Linked DNA regions of Canis lupus: region 1 is linked to region 2. Evidence: chromatin contacts called from public Hi-C data. All regions are on one chromosome and are shown on one strand. Each heading gives the region's core, a stretch centred on a gene start, on an enhancer-like site or on the middle of the called end of the contact. The rest is flanking DNA. Distances are from core to core; before and after follow the strand shown. Region 1 holds the start of MAP3K7 (mitogen-activated protein kinase kinase kinase 7). Region 2 holds the start of MDN1 (midasin).

Region 1 (6,227 bases), core at 2,482-4,981, 720 kb before region 2:
CACCTGTCCTCTATTGCTCACTCAAGGGTACAGTTGCCAAGGGCTTTTTGAAAAAGAAGTTCCCTGCTCTTCTGAAAGAGCTACCAAAAGAGACACTCTCTGTCATTGTACTGTAGAGTGTGTATGTCGTATGAAAAGCAAAACTCCTTAGAGCCTACATTCTCAGTGGGGGTAAAAACTGAGAAGAAAAAATCTTATTCTTTTTATGCACAAATCATAAAACAGGCATACAGTCCATAAACAGACATGCACTATAACTGTGATATTAAAACTTGGCAGGGGGAAGCATTGAGAAAAAAATCTTAAAAGGCTCTTTAGGGGAGCAATAAAGAAAAAAAGGTTGAGAAACACTGTTCTAGAGCAATGGCAAATACCACAAAAAGGAGAAGACAATAATGGAAATTAAATTATTAATGCTATCATTAAGTTTATGACATCTAAAACCTATTCTAGCTCTTGACTTTCCATTTAACTAAGAAAATAAGTTCCCTTTATTGTTTAAGCCATTTTGAGATGAGTCTCCTGTTATTCATAACAAATATATTAACTGACAAAGTATGGAATTCTTTATCTGATGTATTATACATGCCAATGCAAAAGAATATTAAAGTGGAACTATTTTAGTCTGTTTCTGCTAAGTCTCCATGAAAATAGGCGCCAGATATCCTCATATCCAAAATGAGCTAAGTAAGATAAGAATCCCACTTAAACCATGCAAAGAGATAGTGGGAAATGAATTTCAAAACTCTTAATCCTCATCCCATCGATAGCACAGAGTTAAAATTGAAGACAGGGTTGAAGGTTAAAGAGTAGTTATCAGGACATTGACATGAGGGTGGTTGGTGGAGAGTGCTCAAATTTCGAGGGACTTCAAGAAGGCCCTTTAATAACCTTGTATTTATCTCTGGAAATTTGTGTAGACACAACAGACAGGAATCTGAAGTTGAAATTGTGAGGTCCAACCTTCTATTCTTAACTCATGAAAGTTAAAGGGAACACAAAATAAAAATTGAGGTGAATTAAGGGAAGTTCAGCCCCTCCTTCCTCATTTCTCTGGATTCAAACTGTATTACTCAGGACACTGATTGCCAGTGACAAAAATACAACCTGACTCAGCTTAAATGAAAAATGGGGATTTACCACCCACATAATCAAATCACAGGAGAGGTGAACTTTGATCTAGGGGATGACTGGATCCACACATGAACAGTGGCAGGACTTTATCATAAGCTAGTGAAAATGTTCCAGGCACTGGAACCTACCTGCCCATCCCCTGCCCCCCCCACCCACCCACCCACAGTCTACAAGCACACAGAATTGACTTTAGACTAGTATCAGTATCTAAGTCCAAATCAGTAGATAAAATATAGAAGCAGAAATTCTGGAGTGGATTTCAGAAACAGTAGGAAGTTCACTTTGAAATGCATCCAACAGAAGAAATGGTAGAAATACATGTGCATGGGTGAGTAGATGGACAAATATAGGATAAAGCAAGTATCGTAAAATGTTGTTAGAATCTTGATGGTAAGTATATAGGAGTTCACTGTAAAATTCTTTCAATTTTTTTTGTATGTTTGATATAGTAAATATGTTGGGGTGGGGAGAGGAAATCAAGCAGGAGAATAGCATCATGGCTAGAATGATTAATACCTTTTCAGCAGGATTCTAGTTCTAAACCGAAGGTACAGAAAACAGACTTTACACGCCTGGCAAAGGGGGAACTAGCAAAGCTAGTCATTCAACTAGAACATTGACCAAACATTTCTTGTGCTTCCACTTGGTAGATCCACTGAATTAAAATCAAGGTGTTAAATAGAAATCATTAATGACCTGCAGGTAGAATTATCATATGATATAATCCTAATTTCGGAAATCCAGAAATGACAGGTGAAATGGTTATCCCATGGACTTAATCTGCTTCTACTTAGTTATTAGTGCACTAAGCATCATTTTATTTATTTATTTATTTTTATTAATGAGAGACACAGAGAGAGAGAGAGAGAGAGAGAGAGAGAGAGAGAGAGAGAGAGAGGCAGAGACACAGGCAGGGAGAAGCCGGCGCCATGCAGTGAACCTGATGTGGGACTCGATCCCAGAACCCGGGATCAGGCCCTGGGCTGAAGGTTGCGCTAAAACGCTGAGCCACCCGGGCTACCCCTAAGCATCACTTTAAATGTAGAAATAAAGTCCTGATTTCTCACTTGTACAAAGGAGTAGATGGATGGTATCCTTTATGGACTTAGAAAATGTACACAGGAAAACATATTTGCGGGGGGTAACTTTTGCATTTGCTTTTGGAATCTTGAAGTTTAGCTGTTTATGGTAAACCTAAATAGAGATGTTCAATAGTCCGGGAATTCAGGTAATATTTGAGCCTGGGAGATTGGGAGTGGTCATAAAAGTGGTGTAGATATTCAAGACACTGTGTATCATTCAGAGTGTGTAACAAGAAGGAATTATTTCATTCTTTTTATGCTATTCACCAAGCTATCATTGAGTATTACCGGAACTATAAAAAATGACAGATCGTTTTCAGTTCATAATTTCTTCATAATTTCTTAATTGCCAATTCCAATGACCTATTTGCTATCCCAAATGTGTTTAACTTACTTTTCTGTACAGCATTTATTGGGCCGCCTATTCTTTAATTGGAAAACTCTTCTCCATTCCCCTCACTTTCCCCTTTCTGAATTGTTCCTTTTGTCTTTTACCTTTACTGAGTCTCAGAATTTGACATGTGTTAAGGTTTCATCCTTGGTCCTTCAGCCTTCATCTCGAACTCCACAATTTTTTCCAGTTAGGCTTCAGGTCACACCGACTAAAGTCTAGTTTAAAACTATAAGTTCTGTGGATAGCACCACACAGGCACCACTATCCACCTTGGAGCTACAACGACCGAGCTTCTACTAGCCCGTGAAGCTCCTATTTTTTGCATCTCTCTGAGCCTATTTTCTAAGGTCTTTAAAAACGGCAGCCAAAATATTTGATGTTACTGATGATTACATTATAAACGTTAAAGCACCTGAGTGCTCCGCATTCGACAAGGACTATTAATGCAATCCATAACTTCAGATGAATACAAGTCATAAATATCTACCTTACCTAATATTAAGGTCTGTTCCTGCGCACTCAGCCTACATAGTGTTATTCAGGTTACACGTGCTGGCTGGCTCGCTCTGTACCATTTTCTTTAGAATCCCTCGTAACATCAGGGACTCTGGCTCAAAGAGTAGCAACTGCTTCCTTCCATACATCGCATTGAGAGAAAACATCTCCCAAGGATTCTTAAAGAAATAGCTCAGTTTCCCTTACGGGTGAAACTGAAAAATGCTCCGTCACAAAAACTCAGTCCAACACTACCCCATCTGTCCGCAGGTCTCTGAGATTAAAGGGACCCGCGCCATAACACAGCTGACGGAGCAGAGTTGAAACCTTACTTTTTATCTTTCCCGCCAGTCTCTGAACGACCAACCGCACTGATAGTCCGTCAGGCTCCGCGCCACTTCCGTTCGCGCACTTTAATTGCGTCACCGCATCAGCTCTCGCGGTATCATCCGATGTTGGGGGGGGCGCCCTTCAATAAAGATCTCGCGAAATTTGTCCTGCAGCTCTAAGCTCGCCTCTCGCTCTTCCCCGACCCCACCCCCAACCGGCCCTTCCTTTCCCCGTCTCAGTCACAAAACTCCCCCCTCCCCTTTCTAGAGCTCGCAGCCCTCCTCCAGTTTCCGATTTCAGGCCGGAACCGGAAGTCCAGTGGGCGGGGCCCGGCGGCGGAAAACGCAGCGGAGCCGGGGCCGGGACTCGGCTGTGGCCGCTGCCCCTGTCCCCCGCCACGGATCGCCGTGGCTTCAGGCTGAAGGTCGGTCCGGAGGCGGGTGGGCACGGGTCTCCCCCGGAGTGTCCGGGTGGCAGCCTCCCCGGGCCCCCCGGGCTCCGCGAGGGATCATGTCTACAGCCTCCGCCGCTTCCTCCTCTTCCTCGTCTTCGGCCGGTGAGATGATCGAAGCCCCCTCCCAAGTCCTCAACTTTGAAGAGATCGATTACAAGGAGATCGAAGTGGAAGAGGTGAGTGAGGCTCGGCATGGAGGCACCCGAACCGGCCTTGCCTGGTCCCAGCTCTTCAGGGGGCTCCTCGGGCCCCTGCGGTTCTCAGGGCCCCGCCGGGTCCACCCGGGAGTCCCTACCTACCCAGGCCAGGTGGAGAGAGGACTTTGCCTTCAAATGCCCTGGGGAAGCTTGCTTTCTTCTTCACTGCTGCCCTCCTCTTCTGGGTCCGGGGTCTGGAGTTCGATCACCTCAAACAGCAGGACGGACTGGTGAGATGGTGTGGTCCACCGGTTCCTAAATACATAGGTAGCAGGTTCATCAAAGACCACGGCCGTTTTGGAGTTTCGGTTCCCCGAGACTTGGTGCTCTTCAGGGCCGAGGGTTGTATTACGTCTGACGTATATAGCTCCGTACCTAGTACGAACGCTTGGTAAAGGAATCTGTCATCCTGTCGTATACAGCGTTTCCCCAGCTACCGAATGATTCTCATTTTGGCCTATTCGATAGAGCAGTAGACCTAATAATAAACGTTCTGTCCTCTGTTGGACTAGCCTGGACAAATTTTAGCATCAGTAATGTAGACTACGGTGAAACGATGTCTCAAGGTGGCATATTCCGAAGAGCTAACTCAGTGATTTCAGTGACAACCACAGTTTAACACCAAACCAGAAATCGCTGTTTGAAAACCCAAATCCGTCCTTTATTCTGTAAGAAGTTATTTTAGAGAAAGGCAGTTAGGTGCTTTTAACATGTCGTTTCTTTTCAAATATATAAAGTAGATTGGATCGGGGCGCCCGGGTGGCGCAGCGGTTTGGGGCCTGCCTGCAGCCCAGGGCGTGATCCTGGGGCCCCGGGATCGAGTCCCGCGTCGGGCTCCCTGCATGGGGCCTGCTTCTCCCTCTGCCTGTGTCTCTGCCTCTCTCTCTCTGTGTCTCTCGTGAATAAATACATAAAATCTTTTAAAAAATAAATAAAGTAGATCGGACCACACAATTTAGAAAAGTGAAAACAATGTATATTTTAAAGACACACTTTAGAAAGTGTTAAAACTTTAGTTGAAAATAGTATCTATCAGTTACCATGTATTCTTCATTTTTAAAATTTATTAAGTACTTCGCAGTACATAGTCCTTAAAGAACACTGTGTGTTCTGTGTCACAGACTTCAAGGAGTTACCTCTACTTTAAAAATCCAAAATTATTTTTAGGCAGTGGCAGGGTAAAGTGGTGAGATAATTTTCACTCAACAAATAATCTTTTTTTTTTTTTTCCTATGGCATGTTTTGGAAGAATAATGGATTCTTTAAGCATGTCTTTTTATTGCATAAAGTAATCATGGAGAACAGCCTCATTTTACAAGAGAGCGTAAGCAAGGCCTTTGGAGTTAGAAGAATGTTCAGTATATCAGGTATACCATTTATTAGCTGTGTGATTTGAAGCAAGTTTCATAAACACTTTGAGCATTATAGCTTTATCTCTTAACTATAAATATAAAACAGGGATAATAATTTTTATTTAATTTTATCTGTATAACATCCTGTTAGGCAATATAATCAAAACCCAACAGGGTACCTGACACTTACTACTAGGAAACTGAGTTCCTGAGAGGAACAGTGACCCTCTTTAAGGTCACATGGCTAAAAGAAGGACCCATATTTTGAAAAGAGGGAGGAATTTATTTGTGTGTGTGTGGGGGGGTGATTTCTATTGAGGCTATGATAAATTCCTTTTTCAGAAGTGGATAGTTGATCCAGCTTTCATGGCTAACTTTCTTTTTTAAGAATAAAAATTCAATGAGTCAGTATAAAAGAATTGCAGTTTTTATTTTTTTTTTTTTTTTTTTTTTTTTTAATTTTTTTTTTAATTTTTATTTATTTATGATAGTCACACCACAGAGAGAGAGAGAGAGGCAGAGACACAGGCAGAGGGAGAAGCAGGCTCCATGCACCGGGAGCCCGACGTGGGATTCGATCCCGGATCTCCAGGATCGCGCCCTGGGCCAAAGGCAGGCACCGAACCGCTGCGCCACCCAGGGATCCCGAATTGCAGTTTTTAAATAAGCATTTACGTCTACTCTGTGGCAAACTGTGCTGGTAGACTACAAATTGTTATATAATAATAACTTGTACTTCATGGTCTACCAACTGCTTTCACAGATTTAAACATCATTTGATTCTTACAG
Region 2 (6,272 bases), core at 2,030-4,529:
GTAAATAAAAATAAATCCTTTTTTAAAAAAAGATTTTATTTATTTATTCATGAGAGACACAGAGAAAGAGAGAGAGGCAGAGACACAAGCAGAGGGAGAAGCAGGCTCCATGCAGGGAGCCTGATGTGGGACTCGATCCCAGGACTCCAGAATCATGTCCTGGGCCGAAGGCAGGTGCCAAACCGCTGAGCCACCCAGGGATCCCAAATAAAAATAAATCTTAAAAAAAAAAAAAGAACAAAACATTTTTAGAGAAGTGACAAGACAGAACTTTGAGCTTCTCGGGGTGGCGAACTGTGGGAAGGCAAATATATGGAGAAACTAATGGTAGATAACAGTTTTATCAAGTCTTGTTCTGTAGTTTCTTCTGATGCTATCTCTGTGCTAATAGAGATTGACAGTTGTCTCCAGTGATTAACTCCTGTCCTTCTTGGTAGAGAGGGGAAAGGGGAACACTTTTACACACTTATATTCTGCTTTAGGCAAATAAGAGGAGGGCACAGAGCTTTTATATCTGCTTCTCCTCATTGCCTTCAGCTCAAGAAAGCTTATATACCTTCTAGAAAAAGAAGGAATAAATTTGTAAAAGAAATGATAAGCCAAAAGTGGTTTGGGCTAGAGGCAGTAAATTGTAGGGAAGTGATTAGAAGATATATGGAGGGAAAACTAGTGGAAGATAAGGGTCATTTTAGTAAGTTTGTTTGCACAGACCCATTCAATGTCAATTAAGAGTCTCTGGTAATAAGTATGTTCTTTTATTCCTGGCAAAAGGGGGGGGGGCACCTTTCCCATGAGAGATTTTATGGCCTGAAAAAAAATTTTATGACCTGCTTTAGGTAGAAAAGGAAGGGGTGGTCAGAGAGCCCTTCCTGTATCTACTATTTCTAAAGTGGTTTTAGCTCAGAATAATCAATATGCCAAAGTGGCATAGTTTGGGGTGGCAAGTCCCAAATTCTTTCACACCTAAGTGATATATTCTGCTATTCTTTAGTACCTGAGTTTTTTTGACAAGACCTTATTCTCCTTTTTTTAAAAAAATATTATTTTACCTTTTATTATTGTAATTTTCTAACATACACAAATGTAGAGAAAGTATAATGAACTCCCTTTACCTGACATTGTTTCAATAATTATCAATATATTGTCAATCTTGTTTCAACTATACTTACACATACCCTATTCCTTGATGATTATTATTGTTATTTTTAGAGCTTTTCTGAGGTATAACTTACATATAATAAAATTCACCCACTGTGGGACACCTGGGTGGCTCAGCGGTTGAGTGTCTGCCTTTGGCTCAGGGCATGATCCTAGGGTTCAGGATGGAGTCCCGCATTGGGCTCCTTGCGGGGAGCCTGCTTCTCCCTCTGCTTGTGTCTCTGCCTCTCTCTCTCTCTGTGTCTCTCATGAATGAATAAATGAAATCTTTAAAAAAAAGTTCAGCCACTGTAAGTGTGTGATTCAATGACTTTATTCAATTTTTAAGAGTTGTGCCACCATCACAGTATAGTCTTGAAACATTTCTATCACCCAAAAATGTTGCTTTATGGTTGTTTGTGAGAGGTCATAAGAAAGGGTGTGTAGAGGAGTAAACATAACTTTCCTTTTACCCTTCTAAGTTCTTGTCACAAAAGTCTAAGAGAAAAAAACACAAGTTTATTTATTTGTAAAGATTTTATTTATTTATTCATGAGAGACAGACAGAGAGAGAGAGAGAGAGAGAGAGAGGCAGAGACACAGGCAGAGGGAGAAGCAGGCTCCATGAAGGGAACGTGACGTGGAACTCCATTCCTGGATCACGACCTGAGCCAAAGTCAGACGCTCAACCACTGGGCCACCCAGATGCCCCCACACATAAGTTTATTAACATGAACACTTCACATATACATGGGAGATATCCAGGGGGAAAAAATGAGTAACTCCTCAAACGTGGGTAATTTTTCATTCATTGTGCTAGGTCCTCAGGGGACCTTCTCAGTCTTCTTGGAAATTTTAAAATTTATTTGGAGATTTTTTTTTGCCCCATTTCCACAGTTCCCTAGTTCTTGGAAATGTTTTTTTGCCCCATTTTCACAGTTTCCTACTTCTGGATGTTCTAGAAGTTCTGTGCTTTTTGAGTTCCCCCAAAAGCAAACATTCAAAACCCTAGGGAAAGAAAATTCAAATTCAAATACATTTTTAAAAGACTCCATCACAGTATACGCTTGCTATTAGAGATCTATTTTTTTATTTTAAGATTTTATTTATTTATATATTCATGAGAGACACACAGAGAGAGAGAGAGAGAGGCAGAGACACAGGCAGAGGGAGAAGCAGGCTCCATGCAGGGAGCCCGACGTGGGACTCGACGTGGGACTCGACGTGGGACTCGACGTGGGACTTGACCCCAGGTCGCCAGGATCAGGCCCTGGACTGAAGGCGGCGCTAAACCGCTGAGCCACCCGGGCTGCCCCTCTACTTGCATTTATTTATTTATTTATTTATTTATTTATTTATTTATTTATTTATTATTTATTTATTTATTTATTATTTATTTTTTCTACTTGCTTTTAAAACCCATTTTGGAGGCATAATTTGGACAAGGTGCACAAACCTTGGGCAGAGTTTTTTTTTTTTTTTTTTTTTGCTTTTAAAAATTTATCTACCAGAGTAACCATTCCAATCCACCGAGAGGAAGATCATGAAACCGTTCCATCACCGCACCATGTTCCCTCAGGACCCTGGGCTGTCAATACTCCCGAAGGCAACCATTAGCTCGACTTTGTCATTATTTTGGCTTGTTCTTGAACTTCCCATAAATGAGCTTTCGTGTACGCTTCTATTCCACTCTTCAACGGCTTCTGAATATTCTATAATGTATATACCAGTTTCATTAAATATTCCCTAACTGAACACTTATTTCCAATATACATATTATATATAAATATTCCAATATTATATATATTATTAAGAATATTGCAAGGGGTGTGCTTGTGTGCGAGAAATTTCCATCGGAGGGAGACACGGTGGGCCGAGGGCTCCCCGGCTTCGGGCCTAGCGGAACCTCCGATCGCGCGGTCCGGCCACACGTGGTCCCTGAGACCTCCCATCACGGTACCCTCGGGACCCGGACCTAAGAGCGGTCGGCCCCAGTTTCCCTCCCGGAAGTGGCGCGGGCGTGACTCTCGCCGTTTCCGCCGCCGAGGGGGCGGGGCTGGGGCTGCCCTGCCCTTGCGGTCGCGGTCGCGGGCTGATGACGCAGGGCGCCGCGTGCTCCCCCACGTGTGCTGCAGTTCTCCCGGTGTCTGCGGGGCTGCCGCTTCGGCTTTCCCCGGGGGCGTAGTTGCTGGCGCTTGCCGCGCGCGACCTCCGCGGCTCGGGGGGGGGGCTCCGAGCGCTAAGTAGGGAGCGCTGGGGGCCGCCGGGGGCAGCAGGGCCTGCGGACATGGAGCACCTTTTCCTGGAGGTGGCGGCTGCCCCGCTGCGCTTACTCGCTGCCAAGAACGAGAAGAGCCGTAGCGAACTGGGCAGGTTCTTGGCCAAACAGGTAAAAGCAGGGGGAGGTGGGGGAGGCGGATGGAAGTCGCCGGGCCGGGACCCTGTCGCCCCCGTGGCGCGTGCCCTGCGGCCCTGAGCGAGACGCACTACGCTCGGGGTACGGAGGTTCGGCGTTCTGCCCTCCAGGCCCCCTCCCCAGGGCGGGCCAGGGGCGGGGACGTCCGCGCGCGTCTGAGGAAATTGGAAGAAGCCTTTCGTGCTTACCGGAGAGACCCTTCCGTCCCCTGCAGCCGCCGAGCGCTCTGTGGCGCACACGGCCTTCCGAAGGAAACGTGCTTGGTTTTTCCTGCGATTGGAGTTGGATCTCAGCCCGTTTGACATGTGTTTTACTTAAGTGTGCCAAGCCTGAGCCGCCCCCGTTAGTTTGGGTGACTTCTTTTTTTTTTCCCCCTCTCCGTCCCATCCCGTAGTTCGGGCCCGCAGACACGTATTGATTGCGTTCCTGCTTTACGTGAGGTAACCGTGCGGTTCCGTGAGGAGACGGAGAAATTCGTTACGGTCTCTGCCCGCAGGGGAATACAGCGTCTATTTTTGGAGACAGTTCATAAACACAAAACAACTGAAGGACAAAGCAAGACAGCGAGTACGATCTGTGACATTAACCGTATGCGTTATGAGGTGAATTAGAGTCTTCTAGGAAGTGGGTGTTTGGCCTTTTAAGAGCCTTCTCTGGACTCCCTGCTGTCTGAGTGGAGGACCTTTATCATGCATTTTTTCTCACGTTGTATTTTAATTTCCTTTTTTAAAGGTTCCCCACCCCCAATATCTTGGAGCTTCTTGAGAGTAGAAAATGTGGGTTTTGTTTTTTTTTTTCCCTTCTAACTCCAGTATCTAACTTAAGTCATTAATGCGTTGTACACATACATATGGCATTGCTTAGGAAGTAATGGGAGTATTTTGGGTCCGGAGCAGCAGAGAATTGACACGAGAGGCATTTCTGTTTGGTGACAACAAATTGAAAGTGTAAAGTAAAGGGACGGAGGAGTCAAGATAGCCTGGAATTTCTGGCTTCTGAGACCCAGTGAAGGGAATCCCTAATCAAATGGTGAGCTGTAGAAAGAGAACTGAGTTTTGATGGGTTGGACTAAGGAAGAGCTAATCCGTTCGCGTGAGCTGAGCTTTTCGTTACAGGCTCCTGAATTAAGTATTTTTTAAAAATTATTTATTTATGATAGGCAGACAGTGAGAGAGAGAGGCAGAGACACAGGCAGAGGGAGAAGCAGGCTCCATGCACCGGGAGCCCGACGTGGGATTCGATCCTGGCTCTCCAGGATCGCGCCCTGGGCCAAAGGCAGGCACTAAACCACTGCGCCACCCAGGGATCCCCTGAATTATGTATTGTTGCTAGAGGTATTTTTCTGTAAGTGGGCTTTAGAATTCAAAGCACAGGTTCTGATTCCGGGGATCATGAACCAGCAACAGGAGATTGATGTTTCCCCACTGCTGTTATTGAATGTAAAATTGGTGTTTATGTATTGGGAGTAGCGTGGGGAAAGGGTTTGTAGTCTTTAGGAGATAAAGTTTTAGAGAATCTGATACACCTAAGTGTGAGAACCACTCATGTGGATTCTGAGATTGTATTTGAAATAGTATTGGATCTGAAAGCTACTAGAAAGTTCAGTTGAGGGGGCAGCCCTGGTGGCTCAGCGGTTTAGCACCGCCTGCAGCCCAGGGCGTGATCCTGGAGACCTGGGATCGAGGATCGAGTCCTGCGTCGGGCTCCCTGCGTGGAGCCTGCTTCTCCCTCTGCCTGTGTCTCTCATGAATAAATAAATAAAATCTTTAAAAAAAGTTCATTTGAATTAAGGAGATTTGAACACCTTTGCTTCTCCCTTTTCTTTGCTTCACATTGTCAAATTCTGTCCTGAGATGTCTTCTCAGGTTTGTTCCTTGAGCCATTTTCAGTAATAATTTTAAGATTTTTCACTCAGAAGAGTTGATTGTGTTGCCAGTCTGTATTTCTCCTATTTTTGGAAACAAAACCATTTTTATTGTAAAGCAATAACCTTTGAAAGATGATTCTCATTGCAATTGGGATCTGAAATAAGAATTTTTTAAAAAAAGATTTCATTTATTTATTCATAAGAGACAGAGAGAGAAGCAGATTCAGCAACTGCCAGGTGGAAGAGATGCATAGGACAGGGTATGTGAGAAGGAGTGCAGAGCTTCCATGCCCTCTCCAGAGGTGGCACTTTCTACACATATCCTTGTCTTCACCAACTTGGAAGCCATCCCGATCAAGTCCTTTTGGGTTTTTGAGGTGGCTTTGTTACTTAGGTATGATTGATGAAATCTTTAGCCATTGGTGTTGGAACTATATCCAACCATGGCCTGAGGTGGAGGTGGGTGTATGACTGAAAGTCCAACACTAATGATTTGGTTGGTTCTCTAGACAACCAGCCCTTGGGTACTTTCCAGAATTCACTTGTGGGGCACCTGGCTGGCATAAGTTGGTAGAGCATGCAACTCTTGATCTTGGGGTGGTGGGCCACGTTGGGCCTAGAACTTAACTTTAAAAACCTCATAAAATTCACTTCCTTAATACAACAAAAGACACTTTTATCATTCTCCTCACAGGACATTCCAAGGGCTTTTAAGAAAAATGTACTATTAAAAATCATGGGGTGTCTGGGTGGCTCAGTCTGTTAAGTGTCCCACTCTTGGCTTTGGCTCAGGTTTATTTTCATCCTTTTTCTTTTCTTAAGATTTTTTTTTACATTTTTATTTTAAAAAAT

The links. Hi-C and Micro-C count contacts between places; a contact is called where the count stands out from the background.
Region 1: a Hi-C map of blood shows a contact between it and region 2, with 5 times the contacts expected there. The contact joins the promoter of MAP3K7 here to the promoter of MDN1 in region 2. A contact is called at or near these places in 2 of 9 Hi-C or Micro-C datasets (both in blood).

Annotation. Positions count from the first base shown.
Region 1 is chr12:49,954,353-49,960,579 of UU_Cfam_GSD_1.0, reverse strand. MAP3K7 (mitogen-activated protein kinase kinase kinase 7) reads left to right here and starts at 3,731. Exons shown (of 17, transcript XM_038554740.1): 1 at 3,731-4,065. The coding sequence starts at 3,946.
Region 2 is chr12:49,235,352-49,241,623 of UU_Cfam_GSD_1.0, reverse strand. MDN1 (midasin) reads left to right here and starts at 3,279. Exons shown (of 102, transcript XM_038554729.1): 1 at 3,279-3,526. The coding sequence starts at 3,425.